Regions from separate parts of the Mus musculus genome. Here regions 1, 3 and 4 are each linked to region 2. The links are chromatin contacts, called in public HiChIP or PLAC-seq and promoter capture Hi-C maps. All regions are on one chromosome and are shown on one strand. The core of a region is the stretch at or near the end of the contact, and the rest is flanking DNA. Distances in the headings are between cores, read along the strand shown.

Evidence for each region. Promoter capture Hi-C pulls out the DNA fragments that hold promoters and counts their contacts. HiChIP or PLAC-seq counts read pairs in DNA pulled down with a chosen protein or histone mark.
Region 1: an H3K27ac HiChIP or PLAC-seq map of extraembryonic endoderm stem cells shows a contact between it and region 2. The contact joins the enhancer-like site here to the promoter of Mtmr9 in region 2. A contact is called at or near these places in 10 of 39 promoter capture datasets (the 3T3-L1 cell line, 3T3-L1-derived adipocytes, the C10 cell line and 4 more), 10 of 115 datasets of contacts at active chromatin or transcription factors (acute myeloid leukemia, bone marrow-derived macrophages, embryonic basal ganglia and 7 more) and 1 of 9 other capture datasets (pancreatic islet).
Region 3: a contact with region 2 is called in an H3K27ac HiChIP or PLAC-seq map of extraembryonic endoderm stem cells. The contact joins the enhancer-like site here to the promoter of Mtmr9 in region 2. A contact is called at or near these places in 11 of 39 promoter capture datasets (the 3T3-L1 cell line, 3T3-L1-derived adipocytes, embryonic stem cells and 4 more), 3 of 115 datasets of contacts at active chromatin or transcription factors (extraembryonic endoderm stem cells, large pre-B cells and pro-B cells) and 2 of 9 other capture datasets (adipose tissue and pancreatic islet).
Region 4: a contact with region 2 is called in a promoter capture Hi-C map of liver, with 2.2 times the contacts expected there. The contact joins the enhancer-like site here to the promoter of Mtmr9 in region 2. A contact is called at or near these places in 6 of 39 promoter capture datasets (cranial neural crest, embryonic stem cells, hippocampal neurons and 3 more), 1 of 484 Hi-C or Micro-C datasets (embryonic fibroblasts) and 2 of 115 datasets of contacts at active chromatin or transcription factors (large pre-B cells and stem cell-derived neural progenitor cells).

What each region holds. Positions count from the first base shown.
Region 1 is chr14:63,834,828-63,837,602 of GRCm38.p6, reverse strand. It overlaps a transcript of Xkr6 not described here. Among named protein-coding and RNA genes, the nearest start is that of Gm41175, 10 kb to the right of the region's middle. Within about 2 kb of position 1,417, at least 1 of the 459 cell types and tissues checked has an H3K27ac peak or open chromatin away from gene starts, as enhancers often do. A contact at or near this core is called in extraembryonic endoderm stem cells, where this site is marked.
Region 2 is chr14:63,542,702-63,545,470 of GRCm38.p6, reverse strand. Mtmr9 (myotubularin related protein 9) reads left to right here and starts at 1,518. Exons shown (of 10, transcript NM_177594.1): 1 at 1,518-2,013. The coding sequence starts at 1,832.
Region 3 is chr14:63,263,009-63,265,740 of GRCm38.p6, reverse strand. It overlaps a transcript of Gata4 not described here. Among named protein-coding and RNA genes, the nearest start is that of Gata4, 19 kb to the right of the region's middle. Within about 2 kb of position 1,275, at least 18 of the 459 cell types and tissues checked have an H3K27ac peak or open chromatin away from gene starts, as enhancers often do. A contact at or near this core is called in extraembryonic endoderm stem cells, where this site is marked.
Region 4 is chr14:63,091,721-63,094,743 of GRCm38.p6, reverse strand. It overlaps Gm36025 (a long non-coding RNA gene), which reads left to right. Exons shown (of 3, transcript XR_874691.2): 2 at 785-1,363; 3 at 2,419-2,685. Among named protein-coding and RNA genes, the nearest start is that of Gm23629, 6.3 kb to the left of the region's middle. Within about 2 kb of position 1,258, at least 19 of the 459 cell types and tissues checked have an H3K27ac peak or open chromatin away from gene starts, as enhancers often do. A contact at or near this core is called in liver, where this site is marked.

The sequences.
Region 1 (2,775 bases), core at 168-2,667, 290 kb before region 2:
GCCTTCCTAGGTCTGAACACATCAGTTCATTATATGAGACTCTCCAGCACTGTACTGCTCATCCTGCTGTCTAGTGTTACCTGGTTGCATGGTTCATAGAGGCTGCAGCCCCACCTCTGCTTCTTAGAGACAGGAAAACAGAAGCTCCTGGGAGGCAAGTAACCTGCCTAGAAATGTCAGGACAGGAGAAGACATGGCTCCAGCCCTATGCTCATCCCCACCTCAGGTTGACACCTTCTCAGATTCCTGCCTGGGGCCCTCCTGCTGTGTTTGTTGGATGGAAACAAAATGGCAGATTTCTTGGTATCCATCTCACTCTCTACCAGGCTATGTGAGCCACTTAATCATTGTGAGCTTTGACAAGAAAAAAAATGATACGGGAAGAGCCTGAAAATGAGTGAACACTTGAGGCAGACCAGAATCTACTGTGTAGTCCCTCAGCTGTACCTCTGACTGACCATAGAACCCTGTTCAAGGCATTATGGGTCTCTGTTTCATGGCCTGTAACATGGAGTGAGATTTCTAGCCTTGTAAGATTTTGGTGGACCAAGCTAGGTGAGGGAGCAGCATCAGTCTCTTGCTTTGCTTGCTCTTAGTCAAGTCAGCATCCCTGACCTTGTAAAAGTATCCTGCTACGATTGGCTAACACTGCCCCATGGTCCTGATGGGGATTACTCTGACAGCATGATTCCTGGTGCTACGGGGAACTTGAGAGCTTGGCTGTCCCCTGATTGTCTTCCTTCCCTTGATAAGTCATCCTGGGAACACTCTGGGCTTCACACGCTTCCCCAGCCTCGACATTCTTGGCATGTACACGAGTGCACTGTCTCAAGTGGCACCTAGTGGTAGGCACTTCTACCATAGGGCAGCCCACAAACTACAGAAAGGCATGCCCATTCTGACAGGCGCTTCCTCAGCCAGGGTATAGTCATGAACAGTTGATACCCACAGACACAGTCCCTGAGAATCACTGCCATCACAGACCTCAAAGGCAGGAATATGTGTCCCTTCCCAGAGTTAGGAGTTGACTCAGCCATCATACTTTTCCCTCTGGCTTCTCTTCATTTTGCCCCAAACCTGCATTTCTTGGAAGACCTGGAAACATTGTATCTGAATGGCCATATCTGGGCCTGAACATGGATAGCATAGGTCCAGAGAGAAAGGGGTCTAAACCTTGCAGATGGATTAGATTCTGGCATGGATTTCTGGGAGGGGTGTTTATATAGGTGGGCGGCCTCAAAGTCTCCAGAAAACAATGTCCAAAGAGATACTGAAGAAGAAAGAAAGAGTAAGAAGTTCCTGGGATATGTCTCAAGCATCTCTTGATAACTAAGAGAATAGGGAGATTGCGGGGGGAGGGGGCAGGAGGAATGCTAAAGACTATGCTACTCTCATGCAAGCAATGATCTCCTTCTTTATCTCAAGGAATTCCATCTATGTTCCCATCAGTTAGAGCGAGGGAGCAGCTTGTGCTACAGCAGTTAGGCAGTGTCTGAATTTGTCTGTTAAAAACTGTCTTGGATGGCTCAGCCACCTTGTGCAAGATTTGTAAACCACGAACAAAAATCAGACTTGTGCATTCTCAGCCTAAATAAGGGAGGAGCTGCCTTCTGCCTGCAGGGCTTTCCCTGCCTAGGTTGTGCTTTATAGAACCCGGGGATTCTCTTCTTCCTTATAACTACGTCTCAAGACCTTGTGAAGCTGTGTTAGTTCACTTGAATTAGCCTCACAGACATTGTCAATGAGCTGGAAGCTAGCATACTTAGAATATCACTCCACCACACAGCACACACTGAAAGGCTGACTTCCTGAGCATTTATGCTTTCAGGCCCTTGAAGAGTCCCCTTGTACTTATATTAGCTTCAACGGGAAAACAGAGGCAAGTTGATGTCCATGTTGGCAGGGGATGGGGACAGAAAAGTGAGGTTTGTCAGTGGGTATGCAGTGACATCTATCTGGGAAAGATGAAACTGGCCAAAAGCTGAGGTGGAAGGTTCGACTTGGCCCTCTGGGGACAGGTTACTCCATATAGATGGCCACAAATAAAGAAAGGGAAACATCCAACAGGTCAGATCCTCCCCAGAGCACACCAGCTCCAAGCTATGGTCTGTGTCAGGATCAGGTTGGTAGGGCTACAGTAATAGCTCCTGGTGCACACTACCCGCCACCCTGCCCTCAGCCACAGAGATCACAGGCTCATTGCTCCACTTAAGCCAAATTTTTTTTTCTTGAATTAAGTCAATACATCCCCAAAACCATGAAAAGTAGAGTCTCTAAAGGAAATTAAACATTTCGAACCAAAGAGGATGAAAACAAACTGTAAACACAGAAACACAAAGTGCACATCAGATCGCGTACAGAACCAAACAGGATTAGTACATCGAATCATTTCAAATGAAAGCAAAGAAAACTTTTTGTTGTGGTTGTTAGCTCTTAAATTCAGGCAAAGAATCACTGTAGCATGCTCACCTTGAACCAGAGATTGGTCATTGTGGTTCTTGGATAAAGAGAAAAAAAAAAAAAAACCAATCTGTGAGGGATATGGAAAACAGCTTGGAATCTGAGGTGAAGGGGGTGGAGGGAAACTGGAAGATTGCATAGCTGTGAGACAGTGGCTTCTCACCAAGGCGAGCGAGTACATCATCTGAGAAATAGCATCTGATAGATTGATTTGATTTTCTGTTCATTTCTGTTTGCAGTATTTTGTTCTCTGTCCATCAGACACATCATACACAGAAACGCATATACAGTACACACACACACACACACACACAC
Region 2 (2,769 bases), core at 269-2,768:
GAATCCATGGAGACTTTCTATCTTCTAGCATATACTAAATTGGACACTAAGTTCTTCCTTGGATATCTTCCATTCGGGGAGCCTTACCCTTCAAGGCTTTACTTTCATTTTTTTCTCTGTATAACTTTTCATTATTTTTCAGATTAAAAGTTTTCCATTCCACAATTTGTAGTTAATACAATGAGTCAAGTGAGGAAGGAAAGTAAACAAATCCGGTGTGGAAAACACCTCCACATTACTTCACCTCAGTCCATCAGCATCCATTGCTGGTTGTTTTCCTTTTGCAGATAAACTGGATCGCAGGAGTGAGTGATTTAGGAAGGGAAGGTTTTTAGAAAAGACAAGAACAAAATCAAGGACAAACACTGTGCAATCTGGTCAACTTCACTTTGCACACTCTGAAGTCAGCTACCTTGCTGTTCGTAGACACTGACTGGGTGGTGAGAATTTTCACTGCTAACACAGTAAAAGCAGGCCAGGACTCAAACATAATTCTTATTCTGGGATAAAGTAGAGGGATAGAAAGCAAGAAGAGGGAAATTCTATAGGTGGAACAACATTATGAACTAACCAGTACCCCGGAGCTCTTGACTCTAGCTGCATATGTATCAAAAGATGGCCTAGCCGGCCATCACTGGAAAGAGAGGCCCATTGGACTTGCAAACTTTATATGCCCCAGTACAGGGGAATGCCAGGGCCAAAAAGTGGGAGTGGGTGGGTAGGGGAGTGGGGGGGGGTATGGGGGACTTTTGGGATAGCATTGGAAATGTAAATGAGGAAAATACCTAATAAAAAATTAAAAAAAAAAAAAAAGAAGAGGGAAATTACAACAGCAAAACTCTGTCATTGCAGTGTCCGTGAGCAGTTCAGCTAGACTGTACTTAGCCGGGATACTATGAAGTCGTGACCAATATACCAAGGTCTTGATTTCAGGCTTTGCTACAGATTAACTGAACTATCTCTGAAGACACTAGAGTCCTTTCGCAGGGCGAGGATTAGTCAGTTTCTCTTTCCATCCTTTTAGAATATGCTGTTCTTGGTTAAAGTCATGGCGCTCTCAAAGAGTCTAAAGCATAGATTGTCCCATGTCTCTTCCAGACACCAAGATGCTACTTTTCGATCACAACCTCCGCTTCCATCCTACATTTGACATCTCTTCGTGACCAATTCATGAGACAACTACCAGGTAGCGCAAACGAAGAGCCCTTGAGGGACAGCACTCATGTGGAGGCTGGCAGGTCAGCGACGTCTTCTCGTCTCGCCTTTTCCGATAAGGAATATTTGAAGGGCAAGGATTGCGGCGGTAGAAGGTGAAAGAGGTTTTGGTTGGTTTTGTTTTGTTTTGTTTTGTTTTTCCATTGTAGGACCATAAAGTCATTGTTTCTGGCTGTGTTCCACCGGATCTAGCAAAGTACCAACTTCCGGTCCGGTTTCTATGTCTTCCGAGTCTCGAGTCCCTCTAATTGTGCAGGAGTTCCTGCCGGGTGCAACGCTCAGCAGCTACTTCCGCCAGAAGTCCCTGGCTGCTCGGGCTCGGATGCTGCTGCCCCGACGCCGGGTCCGTCTCCTCCGCAGCCCGCCCGTCAGACGCCGGTGGCAGCGGGGAGTGCAGGGCCTGGCGGGAAGCCTTCTCTGCGACCGAGTCCCGGCCAGTGGTGCGGAAGAGACTTGGAGAAGCGGCCAGGGCGGTGCCCGCAGGCCCTGGCGCACCCGCCCAGCCGGGGCGGGGCTCGACCTCCCGGGCCCGCCCAGCCGGGGCTCCGTCCGGGTCTGCGGATTAACCGCCGGGCACCTGCGGGACTGGGCCTCCCGCCCCTAGGCTGCGCCCAATATGGAGTTTGCGGAGCTGATTAAAACCCCACGGGTAGACAATGTGGTGCTGCACCGGCCTTTCTACACCGCCGTGGAAGGGACCCTGTGTCTGACAGGCCACCACCTGATCCTGTCTTCCCGGCAGGACAACACGGAGGAGCTCTGGCTCCTCCATTCAAATATCGACGCCATCGACAAACGGTGAGCGCCCACCACACCCAGGTCCCGGAGGAGCCTGGAACGGAACAGACGCTTTCAGGTGGTTTTTTATGGGTATCCTGGCTCAGCCAGCCAAATGAGCCTTCTGGGGCCTAGATCTATCTGCACTGGCCACCTGGCATCCCCAGGCTAAGGTCTCAGAGTCGTAGTGGTCATTTTGAACAGCATTTGGGCGTATTTTTAAATGTTCTTTGTAAAAAAAAAATTTCTTCCACCACATTTCTTGAATTATTGGTTGTTGTTAATCTGACTTCACGAAGTTATGATTCAATACAATTTAAAGCGACCCCTCCCCCACGATCTCGTTTTTAAATAGGCATGCTCAGCCCTTTGCAGCATAGGCCGGTCTTGAACTTCCAACTCTCCAGCCCCAGCCTCCCAAGTAAGTGCTGGAATTACAGTTGTGTGTGTATGGGCCGCTATGCCTGGCCATAGTATTTAACTGAGTACACTGTCATTTTTTCCATATATATGCATATGCATTTTAGTCTCTCCTTAAAACGTTTTAAAATCGGTAAGGTGCACCCCTGTAATAGCTGATGGGGAGTGCCGATGCAGGTGGATGACAAATTTTACACCCCTGCTCATTTAGGGAAGACTGAGTTTATCATATTGCATCTTACTTATTCTCTGGAATGATCACTTCCCACTGAGGGTAATCATTAGCCCTTAACATTCAGTTTTTCTTGTGAAAAGAAAGGGGCTGGCTCTAAAGGAACATAGGAACTAATTCATCTT
Region 3 (2,732 bases), core at 26-2,525, 280 kb after region 2:
CCACAGACAGCACCAACCCACCAGACCAGGAACTACTGGGGGCCGGGTGGGGAGTGGGAGAGACTTGGGGTTTAGGGGCTGTTCTGGGAGCCCAAGTGAATGGGCCTTGGTGTTCTGCACTCTCTTAGCAATCTCTTTGGGTTTTTTTGTTTGTTTGTTTGTTTGTTTGTTTTTGTTTTTTTTTTTTTGGTTTTTTTTTTTTTTTTTGTGCCTTCCTGGTTCCCTTGTGTTCGACCACCACCACTCCCGTCACCACTACTGCAGGGGGTTTACCTCTACTGTTGATAAAGGAAGGGCTGCTATCTAATCTGGTCCGCACCAAGAACAATCCATTAGCCCTCAGTATTTAGCATTTATCCGGGGTGGGGGAGGAGGAAAAGATTATGCTGCCTCATCCTACTGCAGCCTGAGTTGTGCCTCTGAGGAGAGAGGAACGAATGAAACTCAAAAACTCACCAGGAAATCTGTGTCCCCTCGGGCTGATAAATTATATTTTCACCCGTTGCTATACCCCTTTGAGTTGGAGGGGTGGTTTTTCTTTTAAAGAGGTGTATATGCTCTTACTTTAGGTGTGAAAGATTCCATTTTTCACCCAATGTCCCTTAGGGCGGCAGAGATGGGAATCCGTCCAGTCATTCATTCTTTCGTTCATTCATTCATTCAGCAAACATTTGCAAAGCTTCACTCCACGCCAAGCCTTGTGCCTTGTACTGACAGGTTAAATTATTTGCCCAAGATGAGGGTTATGCTGACAACTGGGGCGGGACCCTAAATCAACTATTGTAGTCCTATGACTGACCGCTTCTCTTCCCCCAAGGCACACAAATCGGAGCCACGGGGAGTGGGAAGGGCTCCAGAGGTTATCAGGTCCAGCCTTCCATTCAATTCAAGAATCCCCTCCCCAGAATGCTAGTGAGCAGGCCGCTGACTCTGCCCTCCACCAGCTACGAGAGCAGCTTCCTGGGGTTCCCCTTCCAGAAAGTGGTGTAGCAGTCCAAGGTCCTCAGCTGCGCCATAATCTAGGCTTGCTCTTGCCTAAGTTCAGAGAGCCAACCCTCGTCTACTGCTGTGGTTCTGTGTGCCTGGCTCCTCCAAGAGCCAGAGGTTACTAATTCTCCCACGTAAGCATCCTTGCTTCTCCTCTCCAGTCCTGGAAGTGGGGATTCCAGAATTGATGGCACTTCCCCCCCTTGAAACCTGAAAGTGGGAAGGGCCTTGGCCAAGCTGCTTTTCCTTAGTTGCCCACAGGGGATGCATGTTGCCTGGTCAGAGAAAGCCCCAGGCAGTAGCCAAACAATGTCCAGAGGCTGGATTCTAGATCCAATATAGCTCAGTGACAGGCTAGGTGACCTCAGAGAGGTTATTTTTGTAGCATATTCTAGAAATAAGATGCATGCATGTGCTCAGTAGCTGAGCTTGCCACCTTTTGCAAAGATAAAATTGATCTCTAGAAGTAGTCTGAGATTACAAAAAAAAAAAAAAAAAAACCCAATGTATAGACAACAAAGAACATTCTGGAAGCTTTTCTACCACTTTACTGACTGGTTATCTTAGGCAAATTACCTTTAAAAAAAAAAAAAAGACTGTGTTTCAGTTTCCTGTGTTTTAAAGTCCTCCTAAACCGGTCTGCAGACAAGCCTCTGGGTCCCCAAAATAGTCAATAGTTAACACGGTGACATGGTAAAAAGCCTTCAGCTAGACATTAATAGCCTCGTTGATTTTTTTCTTTCTCTCTGTTTTTTTCCTCTCTAAACTTATGACTTACAAATTCTTCAGATATCAAATATGTTCAATAAGAAGCAGACAATATCCTAAGTCCACGAGCATTATCTTTAACTGTCTTATCCAAAATTGGGAATTGAGCCCTGTCAGAGGCAGACCAGGAGCTGTGGCTGTGGTCTTTTGGGTCAGTCTCCATGCAAATCCCTGTGACTCTTTGCTTCGCTGTTTCCACAGAAAGAAATGTACCCAAAGGAATTGCTGAGGCTCCTATAAGAAAATGCATCTATAACCAAATCTGAGGACTTGACAATTACACTTCAGAAGTGTGGTTAGTGTAACAAAAATTGGTAGCAACCTAGTAAACAGCTAGGATTTACTATTGTTATGCTTTCTTGACATATTTAATGAGATAGCAAAGTCTCAAAGTAGCCTTTTATTTTTTATGTTTTTAAGGTTTTTCTGATTGTTTGCTAGCCGTGATATTCCGAGCCTCCTTTGTGCTAACAATGTGCTTAGCACTGAGTCCAACTTTTAAATTAACAAGGATTGAGAGCCACTCTTTAGGAAATAAAACTCCCCTGAGAAGACAAAATAAAGCGGTTATGTTCTTCATGGTTCTTTTCATAGGTGTAGTTAAGCGTCCGGGTTTTTTTGTTGTTATCCATTCTGTCTTTTCAAATGAGCTATAAAGTGAATGTGTTTCTTTCAAATTAAAAACAAACAAGCAAACAATTTTTTGAAAGAAATGGGGAGGGCTGATCAGATCTTGAGTGGGTCTGCCTCCCCAAGATCTTTATGGCTGTTTTCAAGGTAAAGGCTGTATAGGCTCCTAACTCAATATGTATGGTCAGACTGTACAACAGCTGCGGGGATACTTCCTGCCTGGGGAGGTTGCTGCCTGAAGCCACGATTTCTATAGAGTGCCTCCCTTCCTCCTGTGGGGAGCTTCACCACCCTCCAGGCAGTCTAAAATCTCTACTGCAGCCTTGAATTTCTGAAACTGAAAGCTC
Region 4 (3,023 bases), core at 9-2,508, 450 kb after region 2:
AAACTATCTAGAGTGGGTGCACCAAGTCTCCACATGAGAAGTGGGTTTGAACGCCATAATTCACTCATTTGCCTTTCTCGCAGTCACTTAGCCAATAGCTGCTTAGTGCTGTTGTGAGCCAGCTATTGGAAGGGTCTCAGAAAGCCCTTGGAAAGCAATGAAACAGCATCCAGCCAGGCCATGGACCACAAGTGAGGCTGAGAAAGAGCTGAGGTCTGGGTGTTCCTGGGATAGCACAGCTAGAACACCTTAGCTGTACATCTTTGGTCTTTGGCCTGGATGGGTGCTTTTGTTGTTGTTTGTTTTGTTTTGTTTTGTTTTGTTTTGTTTTGTTTGAGACAGGGTCTTTCTATGTCGTCCTAGCTCTCCTGAAACTCACTGTATAAACCTCCCTGGTGCTGGGGTTAAAGGCATGGGAAGATGAGGCTATTCATGACTTGAGTACATCTGGACCTCTTTGGCCTTAGCAAGAAAATACCTTCCCTGGGGACATCCCCCAATGGTTGATTCAGGATTGTCTGGGTCCCAGGGTATTTTCATTTAGACAGTCACTTTACGGGAATTTAAAAAAAAAAAATCTTTAAAGGCTTTAAATGGGAGCTGGCAGGATGGCTCAGTAGGTAGACGTATTTGCCATCAAGCTTGATAACCTGAGTTTTGATTCCCCTGGCACCCAGCCACCCCTGCCTAATAATACATACATACACATATACAATAAAGATCTCAGTTAGCTTTATCATTTCATCCTAGCACTGAGCAACATGTCACTGACTGTTTGTTACAGGAAGCCAGGCAGAGGAGGTCAGTTTCAAAAAAAAAGGACTTGAAGAAGCCAGGGACAAAACACAATGTGGCTTTCCTCGCACAACTGGGTCCAGAGATTGAACAATGCGTGAGCTGTTTGGTTGGCAAGCGTGACTCCAGGTGACTACCTTCCTGGTTTAATGATTAAGGCAGTGGGAAGTGACTACACTGAACTGGTAGAGAGAACCGCCCTTCGTTTTTCTCCTAGTTTGGAGCTGGTGTTGTTTCTTAGTTTGGAGTTGTGGAACTTCATCATGGATGACTCTGTTTAGGTTGTTAGTACAGAAGATAAGCCCCAAACTGTAGACGCTTTCTGGCTTATTTAGCTCAAGGTGCCACTTTCTTCCTTTTGTGTCCCTTCCTTTTGTCTTTCTGTTCTTCTTTCCTTCTCCTTTGACAGTGTCTCCTCTAGCTCCGGCTGGTCTTGATTTAGAGCAGAGGAGGACCTTGAACTTTGATCCTGGTGGCTCTACCTTCCAAGTGCTGCCATTACAGACATGTGAAGCCACACCTGGTTATGCAGTGCAAGGGATCGAATCCAGGGTCTCATGCAGACTAGGTAAGCCTGCTACCAACACCCCCAGTGTCTGCTTTAGGAGACAGGTCTCCTGTAGAACAGGATATGCACTTACATGGTACTACATACATGTGAAGATCAGAGGACAACCTTGTGGACTTGATTCTCTTTACTCTTGACTTTACTGGCATTTAGGGATTGAACTCAAGTTGCCAGATTTGCATGGCAAACTCCTTTATCTGCTGGGACATTTCTTATAGACGCCAGGACCATACTGCCCACAATGGGCAAATGTTCTACAGGTTTGCCTGCAGACCCGTCTTTTTTTTTTTTTTTTTTTTTTTTTTTTGACAACATTTAATTGGGGCTAGCTTACAGGTTCAGAGGTTCAGTCCATTACCATCGAGGGGGGGATATGGCAGCATCCAGGCAGGCATGGCGCAGGAGGAGCTGAGAGTTCTATGTCTTCATCCGAAGGCTGCTAGCAGAACACTGCCTTCCAGGCAGCTAGGATGAGTCTATTAAAGTCCACGCCCACAGTGACACACTTACTCTAACAGGGCCATACCTTCTAATATTGCTACTCCCTGGACCAAGCCTATAAAACCCATCACAGATGTCTAGATGTGGCTCTGTCCCTCTCCCCACTATTTAATAATTGCATTAATATTTCTTTCATATGTATGTATTTTAGAAGCTTCTACTATATCAGTTTTCCATAAAAGCCCACAAATGGCCCTTAGTTTTAGGTGCTCCTCCCAGTGTCCCAGACGACTAAAGATACTGAACATTTCTTTAGTATTTCCCAGCCATTTTTGTTTCAACTTTTTTTTTCCGAGTTACAAGCTTTATTGACAAGCTATAAACACCACAAGTAGAACCCTCCCACTCAGCTAGACAGTCGCCACAGCCGTCTCGGCGGCCACACCCTTCCACGTCCCTTTTACATCTGCAAAACCCGCTTTTGTCAGTGTATACGCTATACTCTGTGCTTATCTGCAAACCCAAATCTTCCCACCCCTACTGTCCCCGTGTCTCGTTTTAAGACCTGCTCGTTTATTTGAGGTAATTGTAATCTTGTCCCTTATCTGTCCCAGCAACCAAACTCTGCTCCTTCCAAGTCAGCACCAAAGGATCAGGTCACGTCCAGATGGATGACAAGGATGGGATTTATAGCCGCAGATGCGTTTGCAGAAGACACGCAGAGGGTGGAAAGAGGTACTGGCGTGAGTGAAGTTTCCTGCAGAGATCCCAGCCGGACCCGCCGCAGCTGACAGCAAGCGCAGCGGCTCTTGTTTCAACTTTTGAGAATTACCAATTTAGATCTCTACCTCATTTTTTTTTTTGAAGAACATGATTTTAATATTTTCAACTGTTAATATTCAAAAAACAGAATAATTATTTTAAGATATATTTCATTGTTATGTTTCCCTTTTCATTTCTGATTTTATTAATTTGGATAGTGTCTCTGTGCCCTCTGGTTAGTCTGGCTAAGGGTTTATCTATCTTGTTGATTTTCTCAAAGAACCAGCTCCTGGCTTTATTGATTCTGTGTATAGTTCTTTTTGTTTCCACTTGGTTGATTTCAGCCCTGACTTTGATTATTTCCTGCAGTCTACTCCTCTTGGCTGTATTTGCTTCTTTTTGTTCTAGAGCTTTCAGGTGTGCTATCAAGCTGCTAGTGTAAGCTCTCTTCAGTTTC